Linked DNA regions of Zea mays: regions 1, 2 and 3 are each linked to region 4. A link is a contact called in public Hi-C data. All regions are on one chromosome and are shown on one strand. Each heading gives the region's core, a stretch centred on a gene start, on an enhancer-like site or on the middle of the called end of the contact. The rest is flanking DNA. Distances are from core to core; before and after follow the strand shown.

Region 1 (3,278 bases), core at 776-3,275, 140 kb after region 4:
CGCCAACGGCTGCCTGCGGTGCATTAAATGCGCGCGCAGCGCGCGCAGACGTCAGGGCTGCCCATACCGGTGCACCGGACATCAAACAGTGCATGTCCGGTGTGCACCGGACACCCAGGCGGGCCCACAAGTCAGAAGCTCCAACGGCTAGAATCCAACGGCAGTGATGACGTGGCAGGGGCACCGGACTGTCCGGTGTGCACCGGACTGTCCGGTGCGCCATCGAACAGAAGCCTCCAGCCAACGGTCAAGTTTGGTGGTTGGGGCTATAAATACCCCAACCACCCCACATTCATTGCCATCCAAGTTTTCCAACTTCTAACCACTTACAAGAGCTAGGCATTCAATTCTAGACACATACAAAGAGATCAAATCTTCTCCAATTCCACTCAAGCCTTTAGTGACTAGCGAGAGAGATTTGCCGTGTTCTTTTGAGCTCTTGCGCTTGGATCGCATTCTTTCTTTCTCTTTTGCTCTTGTGATCAACACTCAATTGTAACCGAGACAAGAGGCACCGATTGTGTGGTGGCCCTTGCAGGGAAGTTTTGTTCCCGGTTGATTGAGAAGAAGGAAAGCTCACTCGGTCCGAGGGACCGTTTGAGAGAGGGAAGGGTTGAAAGAGACCCGGCCTTTGTGGCCTCCTCAACGGGGAGTAGGTTTGCAAGAACCGAACCTCGGTAAAACAAATCCACGTGTCACTCTCCTTATTTGCTTGCGATTTGTTTTGCGCCCTCTCTTGCGGACTCATTTATTATTACTAACGCTAACCCCGGCTTGTAGTTGTGATTATTTTTGTAAATTTCAGTTTCGCCCTATTCACCCCCCCTCTAGGCGACTATCAGTTGGCCGTCACCAGGTCGCCGAGGTACACCACCAAGTCTGAGCGAAGATGCGTGGATCGAATTCCGCCGCCGCAGAGACCATGAGGCAGAGAGGGAGTTCCGTTTCAGTTCTTTGATTCTTTCGGAGGAAAAGGGAAAGGGTAAGGGGAGCAAAAGGAGAGCGTGCGCATGCACGCACCTGGGTTCTCGACGTCGAGGACGGCGGCCATGACGCGGTCGGACGCGGCGTCCTGCGCGGGGCCCCAGTCCGTCCACGCGTCCTCGCCATAATGCAGGTCCGCAAACAGGGCCACTTTGAACACTCCTCCTGGCCCGAACCACAGCGGCGGCAGCGAGCAGGGCGGGCGCGAGGCTGCGCCACCACTTGCACAATGCGGATTTGCTCGACGGCTTGGGCGGTGTGGTCCTGGGAGCATCGGGCTTGGCGCGTTCTTGTCTGGTGAAGCCCCGCGTTCGGAGTCGGAGGGAGGTGGGCGACATTCACGGCGGGACTCGCTTGGTTGACGGGATCTACGCGCTGGTGGTAGGAGATCCCTTGATGGCGGCACGGATGGCGTGGGGCGGAGGCGTTCGTCGCGGAGCCGGGATCTACGCGCTGGGGGAGGATCGCGGAGGAGAGGGGGGGCGCGGGCAGACAGCTGTAGACGCGCTGGGGGAGGATCGCGGAGGAGAGGGGGCGCGCGGGCAGACAGCTGTAGAGAGGCAGAACACGGCGGGTGTGCACGCCTACAATAAGAAAGTAAAGATTGGAGTTATTTTCACAAAGCTGATTCTCATAAAGACATAAACGGCTAAAGCTGTCTCATGGTCATAATCCGACTGAAAACGAAACAAACAGGCCCAACTACCCACACAGTTTGGGCCACCCTACAGCTGGTTCATGTGACAGACAGGGCTGGAGGTAGAGGGGCCAACATCCGAAAGCCTGCGGCGCTCGCGGGAGACGAACAAAAATTCGAATCCGGGCTCTCCCGCTGGCCGCTGCAGCCTGCAGAAGGCTCCGCGCCGTAAAAAATTGGACGTTCCCGCTCCCTCCATCTTTTTGGTTCGGGTTTCGTTTTCCCACTGCCGCTCCCGCCTCCTCTCTGCCCTGTTTCCACATTTGACCGATCCTCTTCGATTCGATTTCTACACCCCCAGAGCTTGCCAAACCCCTCGTCTCCCAACCCTAGAGAGCAGCAGCAGCAGCAGCAGCTACCGCATCCCTTGCCATGGCGCCAAGCTCCCCGTCATCCGCTAGGCCCACGCGCGCCTCCGGCCGGAAGCGCTCCGCCATGGCCGAGGAGATCCACCAGAACCAGGAGGAGGAGGAGGAGGTTGTGGCTGCGTCCACCGCCAAGCGCAGACGCAAGGCGGCGTCTTCCGGGAAGAAGCCCAAGCCGACGCCCAAGCAGGCCAAACCGGCCGTGGCGGGGATGAAGAAGAAGGGGGAGACCGAGAAGACGGAGCCCGTTGTGGACGACGTGTGCGCCGAGGAGCCCGACGAGGAGGAGTTGGCCATGGGCGAGGAGGAGGCGGAGGCCGAGGAGCAGGCCATGCAGGAGGTGGTGGCCGCGGTCGCGGCCGGGTCGCCCGGTAAGAAGAGGGTGGGGAGAAGGAGCGCCGCCGCCTCGGGCGACCACGTGCCCGAGTTCATCGGCAGCCCCGTTGCTGCGGCCGAGGCGCACAGCAACTGGCCCAAGCGCTACGAGCGCAGCACTGCCGCAAATAAGTATATTGTCCCTCCCTTCTTACCCTGGTTTAGTATGACTATGACTGGATTTTTGCTCCCTGTTCGTTGCTTGAGAGCTGAGCAATTTGCTATTTGTTAATCTATTGCGCATGCAGACCGGAGGAGGACGATGAGCTCAAGGCCAGGTGCCACTACCGGAGCGCTAAGGTGGACAACATTGTCTACTGCCTCGGGGATGACGTTTATGTCAAGGTTTTGCCCATCGTCTTCATTGCCTTTATTTGTCATGCTGCTGCTGCTGCTCTCATTTACGCACTGCTCATGTATTTGTTAAGGAAGCATCACTTAATTGTTTTTTGTTGTCCATTTGCAATCTGTTGTGCGTGTGGTCAGCGCCCAGCGTTACATGGTCAGCGGCGGGCCTAGGATTTGAAGTATGAGTATTCAAATTTTTGGTAGAACATATTTTTTGACAATTTAAAATTACACTATTGTACTGTATGATCGGTTGAACGGTACATAAATGAAGAGGGCTAGTGAAAACCAAAGTTTAGACAAAATAGCTGTAAAACAGTATGATTTTATGTTTTTTTATAATATTTTAGCTTATATACATAACATATACATGTATATATAATTGTTTTGCCAAAAATAATGAGTATTCAATTGAATACCCTTGCTTGCATGTAGGCCCACCACTATACATGGTGGTACTTTCGACGCACCGTTTTTTTGGTAATTTTTCCGAAAAAAGTTCGGTAAAC
Region 2 (3,569 bases), core at 590-3,089, 160 kb before region 4:
CCTTGCTGAGCCTAGCAGTAAAATAGAAGATATGGTGGCATAACAGCATGCTCAAATTTAAATGTACTATGAATAAAGCCTTCTAAAGTAAATTTAAAATATAATTCTTGGTGGGAAATTAAGTTACAAATATTTCTCCTTACTAATTGATTGTTTCACACATTCACTTGAGGGTTTAGTGGCAACTTCGTCTGAGCTTGAGAGTGTTGTGAGGCAGCCATATTTCTGCAGGCATAAATTCCATTTTTTTGCAGCGCAGCTATTGCCTCCCCATCTTTGAGTCCATCCTCCGAGGGACTCAGAGCCTACTCACTCGCCATAGATAATTTAATAATCAATATAGTGCTATATTTAGTAAGTGGAGAAGATACTCTAATCCTTCTTTTGTGTTAGAGTTCTAGAATTGAAAGCACAATAAACCTTTGGCGCGGGACCTACCCCGATGCTCACTTTAATGTATTGTGTCATCTTTGTGGTTAGCACATGCACACAGGCAAAGAACAAAGATGTGGACCTTTGGTAGTCGTGTACTGCCGCAGTGCCGTGCAATAGGATCGTACTGCTAGAGCTGCATCGTTTGGTAAGTCCACACATACCAATTTTTCAAATCAAAGGATTGATGATGAAGTATGTAAGCTTAACTTTTCAGGGAAAAAATAAGTGATCCTAATTGATGATGGTACTTTGATATGAAATATGTTGAACATATATTGTGCATCAAATTTTATAGCAACACTAACCAATTTATTGTAGCAGTGTACTATTGCAGCAGACCAACAGCATTAAAAAACAAACAATATAAAAAATATCAGAAATCGGTACTGTTGATTTCTCAATGAACATGAATAATAAGTGCTACTTTGAACATTTACAACCACTGCTTCTAAAGGAAGACACTGAATAAATCTGTTGATAGAATAATAAGATAAAATTGAAATTCATATTGTTGTCTTGTACATCAAAACTAACACCACAGGCATGGCAAAGATGTGGTACATGTGCGTTAGAGGTGCCTATCCATTCATATACTCATTTTATCTAATCCTTTGAGGGCAGTTGCCTAATGCATCCATATAGACATTTCATCTAACACCTTAAGGGCATTTCTTCAAACATTCTACCATGACATCAATAGATGGCAAATGCATTCAGGGCTAGAGTGATAAAATCAAAAATGAAGAGTAAACACTTCAGTAGACACAAGCAATGTGTTTCATATTTCAAGCCTGTCTCACAAACGTGCAAGTCAGCTGATGGCCATTTCTGTTCGTTGTGTTGAACGGACGCGCATTAGTCAATTGAAAATTCAAAGCAACTTTAACGACATTAAAAGAAGGGGGAGTCAGTGGAGGTAGTGGGGGGTCTTCAGATAGGAGACACACGGAAGGTTGAGGCCTCGGCATGGCGGCCGGATTTCACTTCTTCTCCCTCACCTTATCTTACTCGTGGCCTCCCGGGATGCAGGCTGTTGCGGACCAGGCGACGGGGCCCTCCGCGTCCCGCCGTACCGGCTCCTCCCGCGCTTCCTCGCCACGCCGCTGCACCTGGAGGCGAATGGTGGTGACGGTCAGCAGACGGAGGTGGAGGGAGAACGGAGAAGGACGCATCCGGGCGGTGCATACAACCGGCAACAGTGGCCAGATGCCGACGGGACCCGGTGGTGGGGTGGCGGAGGTGGAGCGGCGATGGCTGGAGACAGCAGGGCCCGACGGTGGCAAGGCGGAGGTGCTTCTCCGGCCGACGGTGGAAGGCGTCAGGACCCAGAGGCGAGGAGGAAGAAGTGGAGGCGAGCGAGAACCGGAGGGGAGGGAGTTGGGGCGCCGGCCGCGCGAGGGGAGAGAGACCGGGGTGAGAGATGGAGGTGATAAGGAAGAAGTAAATGTGCCGCCTGGACGGGAGATTTTCGCCAATTATGAAACGTTCGGCTTCAACAAATGGAAACGCAGAGGAGGGATTCGAAGATTTGGAAATTTAGGGCATGTTTGGTTTCAATTAGTCTTAGGACTAAACTTTAGTGCTAGGACTAAACTTTAGTCCATATATGTTTGGTTTTAGGGACTAAATAGATTCTAAAGTCATTAAATACACTGTCTAAAGACTCAAATACCCTTAGAATACACTCATAATATTAGTTATCTATAAAAAAAGTAAGGGCAACATGATAATTATGGGCTTTTAGTCTCTTTTAGCACCTATGTGAAGGACTAAAGACTAAATCATTTTAGTCCATATTTTAGTCCTAGTGTTTGGCAAAAAAGAGACTAAAAGGGACTAAAAACTAGAGACTAATCTTTAGTCCCTCTAACCAAACACCACCTTATACGGTGCGTAACCGTTTGTATAGACTCAAAATCTCTCTTGGGCGCTGAGGACAACCATTAATCCTCCTCCGTCCGAATCAGGGGGTGTTTGGTTCTGTGGACTAAAGTTTAGCCCGGGTCACATCAAGCATTTGACTTTCAAATAGGAGTATGAAATATAGAACCAACCAACTGTACTAGATTCGTCTCACTTTTTAATCTTCGGCTGAGAAATTAGTTTTATAATCTGACTACATTTAATACCCCGAATGGAGGTTCAAACATTCGATGTGATAGGGGCTAAATTTTAGCAGGGGCAAACCAAACACCCCATCAGTCTGCAGGGCACGATTTCCGTCTGCATCGCTGTCAGTGCCGTAGCCGCCACTCCTATCTCCGGTGAGCTCTCTCCTTCTCTCTTCTTCCTCAACAATGGCATCATGATAGACAGCTCGCCGAGGCAGGCCATGGCGAAGGGGTGCGACAGCACGCTGCGGCACGTGTCGAGCACCTTGTTGAAATGGCGCACGGCCTCGTCGGGGAGGCCGGCGTCCAGTGCCGCCACCGCGGCGGTGGAGGACGAGCTTCACGTGCGCCGGCAGCTGCGACACGGACTCCGCCCTTGTATTGGCGGGCGCCAGCAGGTTCGACGGGGGCGGGAACCTGTCCTCCGACCAGCACACGCTCTCGCGCCGGAACATCACGGAGGCGAGGCGGTGGTCGGTTTGGAGAAGCACCAACGCGTCCTCCATCAGGCCGAGGTGGAAGCAAGCCTGGCCCAGGACCAAGTACCTCCATTGGTGGGCGTGGATGCTGGAGAAGGTGGCGACCAGGCGACGCTTGAGGCTGGACACGTCGAGGCAGCACAGGAAGCGGCCAGCGTCGGGGCGGTCGTGGTCCGGTGACAGGAGATCTGCCCCCGGAGCCAGACGAGCAGGATGAGGAGGACAAGACGGTGGTGGCGTCGTCGGCCGAGCACGACTTGGCGCAGCAGCTGGGGTTCATCTCGAGCCGCCCTCTGCTTCCGAGATCTCTCTGCTTCCAGTGTCGCAGTCGGCCAACAACATCCATGTTCTGCTCGAACGCCTCTGCTCCCAGTGCTACTGGGCCAATCTTGGCGGCGTCCAGCCTCTTGACAATGACCACGAGCCGCCGTCGAGCACACTCAGGTTCTCCAGTGTCGTAATCCGGCACGCTCAGGTTCTCCCGCTGCGGCCCGCTGTCGCTAGCAGCAACGCTCTGCAAGGGGGAGCGGCGGTACCGTTTGCG
Region 3 (3,356 bases), core at 385-2,884, 180 kb after region 4:
TTGTCTTGTATCGTACACTTGTACAGAATAAAACAGTGAGCTTTTAGTGGGGCCGTGGGGGTGACAACCGACAAGGCGAGTGGCGTGCGACGCCCGGTGTGTCCTCTGTAAAAAAACAGGATAATTGTGATTTAGACCCGATTAGAAACTCTAAAACTAATAATTAGCTGCTGAAATTAGTTTTGAAGATTCCAAACATCTTTAACTAATATCGTTCACAGGTTTTAGACACAGTTTAGAACCTCTAAAACTAGTAATTAACATCTAAAATTAGTTTTAAAATTCCAAACATCTTTAGCTAATATCCTAATTAATGGTTAACCAATTCACAATTAACAATTAGTTTATTAGGTGATTGAACTTAACTAATAATTTATTAGCTGGTTAACTATTAGCTTTAGAGGGTGTTTGAATGCACTAGAACTTTTGCTAAAAATTATTAATGGAATTAGCTAGCTAACAAATAACTACCTAACTATTAACTATTTACCAAAAATAGCTAATAGCTAAACTATTAGCTAGGGTGTTTAGATGTCTCAACTAATTTTAGCCACTAACTATTAGCTCTAGTGCATTTAAACACCTTCTTAAGAGGGTGTTTGAATGTACTAGAATTAATAGTTAGTTAGCTAAAAATTGTTAGTTAGATTAGTTAGCTAACAAATGACTAGCTAACTATTAACTAATTTACTAAAAATAGCTAATAGCTGAACTATTAGCTAGAGTGTTTGGATATTTTAACTAATTTTAGTCACTAACTATTAGTTTTAATGCATTCAAACACCCCATAAGCCTTCCAAACATGGCCTAATTACCTTTTGTTTTTTAATTATAGTTTAATCTCTCTATTTTGAAACAAAGCTACCGTTTGCCCTCCCTTTTAACGCCGATATTGAAAATCAAAATTAGTGTTAAAAATGTGAAAAGAAACGAGTGAAAGGCCCTAACTACCCTCTTTTTATTTTGTACAAGCGCAACCCTAAAGTTGGGAGTAAAATCACAATTATATAACAAGAGATAAAACCACAACAAATTACATATGCATCTGTCTTTCCTCGTAACGATGCAAGGGTATGACGCAGCTTCGATTTAAAAACGAATGAGTAAAATCATAAAGTTAAAATTGAGGGATAAAATTATAATTGCAAGGCCAGAGAGATATAATCATAAATGCTCAAAAACATAAGGTTGATAAGAATGGTGTCATTATTCTATTTGTAGACGTTTGCTATTGTTAGCGAGACGCCATTAAGAGTACCCAGAGCATTTTTTTTCTACCGAAAGTTTTGACAATTTAGTGCTAATTTGGGAATCTGTTTTTTAAGAGATTTTTCTATTTTTTAAAAAATATTTCTTTTTTCTCTTAGGAAAATATGAATTTTTTAGAAAAATAAAATTCTCAAACTAGCCCTTACTACGTGTAATAAAATTTCTGATATCAATTTTGTTTGACAATTTACATCCCGTTGTGTTTGACTAAAGACCAACTTTTTGATTTTTTTGTATGTTTATGTACACAGTAAACCATTATAACGTAAATAGATTAAAAGGATACATAGACATCCAAACAAAAGCTTAGATTTTATTGAAAAATAATATATATACACTTTCAGGAAAACTATTTTTTTTGGAAATAACATTAGAAATAGAAAAAAAAAATGTTGGCAGCCGTTCTTTCCTGTACCCTGCACCTGCCTTTTACTCCATTCCCCTCGGTGCGCCGCCGCCAGTCCGCCCCGCCCCGCCCCGCCCAGCAGACAGCGCAGCCATGCCGCTCCACCTCCACCTGCTGTCGTCCCCGGCCACCGCTGCCAAGCTCGCGGCAGGTCTGCGCGCGGCGCCTCTCCGCCGGTGCCACAGCTTGGCCCCGGCGCCGCGCCACACGGTACTCCGCGCGGCCGCCTCTTGCTGCCACTTCCCTGCCTGCTTCCCTCCTCCGTTGGTCGCCTCGTGATTTTAATCACTGTCTAGTGAGCCTGCTGCTGGTTTCCTGCAGGATCGCGTGGCCCTTGCGTCGTCCCTCTCGGCGGTGGCGCGGTCTGCTGGCCCCGCCGTGGCAGCGGCGCAGACCAAGCCCAGCGGTAATTAAAGTTTTTCATTTCTTTGTTCATGTGCTCTAGTGTTTGTCGTGGAGCTGTATAGGTAAAAGCTTGCCTTTTGTGTACCGTGACTGAAGAAATCTTATTGGGATGATTTCGTCTAGTTGGTTATCTCTAATATCCTAGATTGGATGTTTCTCATGAGTCATGGTCGCGGCTAATTTCACGTTTCTGGAAATTGAATTAATTAAGGGATCAGTTATGTTTATGAATATACCTATGCTCTAGCTGCCCATAAAATTGTGCGTGTGTTCTTTGATACCCATTATTTCCTAACTCACCGGGGGCTTACTTCGGGTTTATTAACTGTTGTTGGTATCCTACAGTTTCAGGAAAGAAACAAGTATTGATATCGTTGTCGGATAAAACGGACTTGGCTTATCTTGGCAATGGTCTTCAGGGTTTGGGGTAAGAATATGTCTTTATGACTTGTTTCCAGAATTTGTCTGCCAGGGTGTTTTAGGTAGTAGGAATTCTTACTTGTAGATGATATGATGTATATTACTTCTGTATAGTATAAAAAATAAGGATGCAAGTTCGAGGTAAAGAACAAAGTAAAATTCTAACTCAGCAACAGCAATGAAGTATCTCATAAACAACGTTTTGTCCCCATAGGTATTCCATCGTTTCCACTGGTGGAACAGCATCCAGCCTGGAAGCAGCAGGAGTCAGTGTAACAAAAGTTGAAGAAATCACACATTTCCCTGAAATGGTTTGAGCATCTACAGAATGTTGTTAGTGGTAATGAACATAATTCTTTTCTCGTCTTCACATATTGTCTGCATGTATCGTTATTTCAGCTTGATGGACGAGTGAAAACATTGCACCCAAGTATACATGGTGGTATTCTTGCCAGGAGAGACCAGGAGCATCATTTGAAGGCACTAAAAGATCATGGAATTGGTGAATTTATTATTCCACCATTTAACATTGCTTATGAATTTTAATTGTCACACAACAAGGTTCAATCTTTCTGCTAACTTTGTAGGTCAACAAACTGTATATGAACTAAAAACTCTTTTCTTGGGGCACAGGGACATTTGATGTGGTTGTGGTGAATTTGTATCCCTTTTATGACAAAGTCACCTCTGGTAACATCTCTTTTGAGGATGGCATTGAAAATATTGATATTGGTGGGCCCACGATGATCAGAGCTGCAGCCAAGGTAACTAAGTATTTCTGCTCTTGGCACCATTTACCATGCAATTCTCACTACATGATTGCAGTTTTTTTTTTTTTTTGCATCTGGGACATATA
Region 4 (3,797 bases), core at 269-2,768:
ACCGGCGTCTTAGCAGGCACGTTAAGATCAGCCGTCTCTGGAGCGCTTACTTCGGCGGCCTGCTCGACTTCCATATTCCACAGCTACTTTAGCTGTCCGTCCCTGCAAATGGTAGCAAGAATCACCAGCATCAATTCCTGAATCGAATCATACATAAAACAAGTAACAGTAGAATCCAAGGCAGAAACTCAGTCCAGTCCAACGGCATTAAAAAACGGGCTTTCTTTTACAGCCTGGACGATGAAGGATACAGAGATAAAGTTCACGGCTAGAATCCAATGTGTCCACAGTGTAAAGTAAAATCATTCTGGTGCTCGGAAAGGATTAGGTGGTTCCTACTCATGCCAAGACTTACCAACAACTCGAAATTGGATCGGAAAATCGAGTGAATCTGAACCGTGCAAAGGCGCTCAGCTCACAGAACAGACTGAAAAGACCGCACACATCGATGAACACGCTGTGCGCACGACCAGATAAGATTTTTTAAAGAAAACGTTAGATTATTTGATCTGAGCTAGCTCACTGACCCTTGAAGCACAAGATTGCAGGCACCAAACACAAGGATCGACAGCAAGGCATAGCAACCAAACAAGGACAAAAAAAAAAAGCAAAGCCAAGAGACAAAGACGACAGCCCGGACTCACCAACCTCCCCACGACCGTCTCGTCCCCTCCACTGCCTACCCTGAGCGGGGACATGGCATCTGCAGCGCCCGCGAAGTCAAAGAGGAGCGAGAGCGATCCGATCGGGGCGAGACACCGGAAAAGGAAACTGAAGGTGGCTGATCGATCGAAACACCGGAAAAGGAAACGGAAGCAAGCAGGGAAGCACGAGGCAAACGAAGAGAGGCGCAGCACTCCTCCTGGCAGCTTCCGGCTGCACCAGCACGCTGCACGCATCGGAGAAGCCGAGAACCAAACGCCAACGAGGTGGCACGGCGACTCCAGACAGAGGGCTCCAGTGTCCAGACGGGCAAAGCGAAGCGAAGCGAAGCGAAGCGAAGCGAGGACCTCCGAACCAAAACAGACGGGGAATCGCCGGTGGATAATCGCTAACCCCGAGCGCAATCGGACTCATCAAGAATCAAAATGGAAGAAAAAAGAAGAAAAAACTGGCCGTTTTCAATACAAAAGAACCTCTCCATCCAATCCAGTCAGAAGAAACATAAGTCACCTTGGATTTGGATCAGGAAGAGGTGTCCCGGCGGACGGCGGTCCAATCCTTCTTGCTTCCTGTCCCTTGGCGGTTGCAGGCGAGCGAGCAGCCAGAAGGAGAACCAAGCCAGCCAACCCCGGCCAGAAATCAACAGAGAGAAGCGGGTGGAGAGAAGAAAAAGAAAAGGAGAGAGAATCTTTTTATTTCGTCGGGGGTTTCTTCCGTCGTGGGAGGGTTTATATGTAACCTGCTGGCGGTGCTGCGGTATGCCGTATGCGTATGCGTGCTGTTGGCTGAGCTGCCGCGTCCGGCGGGTGGGACCCGCATGCAGTGCCGGAGGGGTTGCTGGGCTCACCGGCCTGTGAGCTCACCTCCTCAGCATTCCAGTACTGAGCTGACGTGGATTCGACACAGATTTGGAAGTGCACGAAACATTTCTCGCGAGTAGCCAGCATGCAGGAAAAATAAATGTGTGGGTGGGGACTGGGGTGGGTTCGCTCCGTAGGAAGAACAGGCTTGGGGCTCTTTGCAATGTGGGAATATTTCTCATTTCCAGTGTTTTTCTTATAAAAATAAATTGATTTCTGTGAAATTCTTGTATAATTCATCTAAAAAATCTGCATTCCAAATGGGCTCTTATGGTATTTTGAACGGGTCTACTCCTTAAAAAGTAAATGTGCACCTAAAATTAATGAAGCAGTTCTAGTACTATAAAATCTAATTACTTTAGTTTAAATAGAATATTTTATTTTAGGTTGTCGTCCATCGTGTATATAGTCGTGAATACACAATTTTGTATTGTAGATTGCACCATGTCACATAGTGAAATTTCAAGTATGGGGTATGTAAGGCTATGGTAGATAGCCTTGTAGGCCTCACTTTATCAATGTTAGGGTTTCTTTATTCCTACTCTTAAAAACATGACTTCTTTTAGGACTTGGTCAGGCGCGATCATGATAGTTGATAGTTAATGCACAATATAGTTTGGTGCGCCTAGGTCGAGGGAGAGCACAACCAGATTGGAGGGAGGGAGAGAAATAGGCACGACCGACCATGCCTAGAGGCGAGCACAAGCACGACTGCCCAGAGTGTGGGGGTATGCATGACTGGTTAGAGTGGGCATGGGATGGGTTGGATAGAGTGAGGGGGCATGGGAAGAGTGATAAGGCAAGGGCTTGCGTGGGCTGGATTGAGGGATGGGAGGGAGAGAGACAACAAGGTTGGTGTTGTCGCTGCTTACCACAGTAAGGAGAGTGAAAAGATAGAGGGGGGAAAGGTGTGGTCAACCAGGGTTGGAGCGGACACGAGCGTGGCTGCACGAAGTGAGGGATAGGAAGAGAGACACAGGGTGGAGTGGGGGTAGAGGGAGGGAGATGGAGGGAAAGATGTACAAGCGATTAGAGTGAGAGGGAGGGAGGGAGAGAGAGCCTCAATCGAGGTTAAGTGCGATCAGGCATCATAGCGAGCTGATGCGACTAGGGCATGACTACTCGCACCTTTCCAAGTTACATGGGTGCTAGGCGAGGAGCACATGGTCAGTGGCGTCTAGGGCGAGGATTCGATCAGTGTAGAGCCTTTGTCGCCTAAGCATGGATTTTTTCCACGGACGAGAGAGAAAGGTGCGGATGAAGGAAGGGAAAGAGAAAAAAGAATAAAGGGGTATGTTGTGTAACTAGTGATAACGGTGGTTAATTTTTTTTATCAAGTTCGCAAATTTTGAGATTCGCTAGTTTAGTGAATCTGGATTTGGTGGACGTGGAATGTTTGGCAAACATTTCATGGAATGAAGTTGTTTTTTTTTTTTTTGCAATTTAAGCGGTCACCATAGAGGGAACTTATAGACTATTCGGATTTGGATTAACAAACATTAGTTAACCCGAGCTTGTAATAGATTAATGTGTGGCAATAACATGTAAATAAACTATATATGGTCCACTACCTACCATAAGATCATAATATGAACCGATTTTGTAGCTCGGGGTTACAAGGACCCTCTAAGATTTCCATGGTAAAAGTCAACCGAAAGTCATACGGCCACCTACACATGACTACTACAGTAGAACATAGGGTAGAGCGACGAACGATTCAGCGAAAAAGCGACCAAACTCTTTCTTCCTCATCCTTCTCTCTCTCTTTCATTTTGCATATGGTATGCTCTCTATCTAGTCATGCTTGTGGGTCCAACAAATTAGATTGGTTTAATATTGAAATACGTATCAACTTTCGCGGCCCACAAAAAATGGCAAGAATAATCTGAGTTCCCACGGACCAGGTCATTTTCACAGATCCCACACTTAATTAAAGCCTTCCGCTTTTGGATTGCCTGTGCGGGAAAATAATGTGTCGATCGATAATGCATCGCTCCAAAAGGCGTTTCCATCGTGTGCGCACGTCTTTAGGGTCTGGATTACCTTGCAAGCCGGCCTATCGCTCAGTTCATCAGCAAACAAGAAACTCCAGCCACATTCAGGCGTGCGGGGTGTGGTCACGCAGCTTGCATGTAATTTGCGGTGACCTTCCGAGTATTCGCATATATTGCTAGGATGATGGATGGCACATGGCAGATCGGCGGCAGGCACGGCTGGCCACCGCAAATAAAAGAGAGGCTTGCATTGCAACCTGGCACTGGCATGGCATGGAAG

Evidence for each region. A called contact is a pair of places that touch in the nucleus more often than the background predicts.
Region 1: a Hi-C map of endosperm shows a contact between it and region 4, with 2.6 times the contacts expected there. The contact joins the promoter of met5 here to the promoter of LOC103645943 in region 4. A contact is called at or near these places in 16 of 25 Hi-C or Micro-C datasets (bundle sheath, ear, endosperm and 4 more) and 1 of 3 datasets of contacts at active chromatin or transcription factors (leaf).
Region 2: a contact with region 4 is called in a Hi-C map of leaf mesophyll, with 2.0 times the contacts expected there. The contact joins the promoter of LOC100383040 here to the promoter of LOC103645943 in region 4. A contact is called at or near these places in 13 of 25 Hi-C or Micro-C datasets (bundle sheath, ear, leaf and 3 more) and 1 of 3 datasets of contacts at active chromatin or transcription factors (leaf).
Region 3: a contact with region 4 is called in a Hi-C map of leaf, with 2.0 times the contacts expected there. The contact joins the promoter of LOC103645947 here to the promoter of LOC103645943 in region 4. A contact is called at or near these places in 3 of 25 Hi-C or Micro-C datasets (endosperm and leaf).

What each region holds. Positions count from the first base shown.
Region 1 is chr2:10,734,642-10,737,919 of Zm-B73-REFERENCE-NAM-5.0, forward strand. met5 (DNA methyl transferase5) reads left to right here and starts at 2,026. Exons shown (of 20, transcript NM_001111697.2): 1 at 2,026-2,553; 2 at 2,670-2,766. The coding sequence starts at 2,054.
Region 2 is chr2:10,439,052-10,442,620 of Zm-B73-REFERENCE-NAM-5.0, forward strand. It overlaps LOC100383040 (accumulation of photosystem one1), which reads right to left and starts at 1,840. Exons shown (of 9, transcript NM_001175717.1): 1 at 1,626-1,840; 2 at 1,434-1,544.
Region 3 is chr2:10,782,345-10,785,700 of Zm-B73-REFERENCE-NAM-5.0, forward strand. LOC103645947 (bifunctional purine biosynthesis protein PurH) reads left to right here and starts at 1,635. Exons shown (of 12, transcript XM_008670672.3): 1 at 1,635-1,885; 2 at 1,997-2,081; 3 at 2,426-2,507; 4 at 2,715-2,811; 5 at 2,900-3,002; 6 at 3,134-3,264. The coding sequence starts at 1,769. It also overlaps a transcript of LOC103645946 not described here.
Region 4 is chr2:10,599,424-10,603,220 of Zm-B73-REFERENCE-NAM-5.0, forward strand. LOC103645943 (myosin-11) reads right to left here and starts at 1,519. Exons shown (of 9, transcript XM_020548133.2): 1 at 1,174-1,519; 2 at 3-102. The coding sequence starts at 74.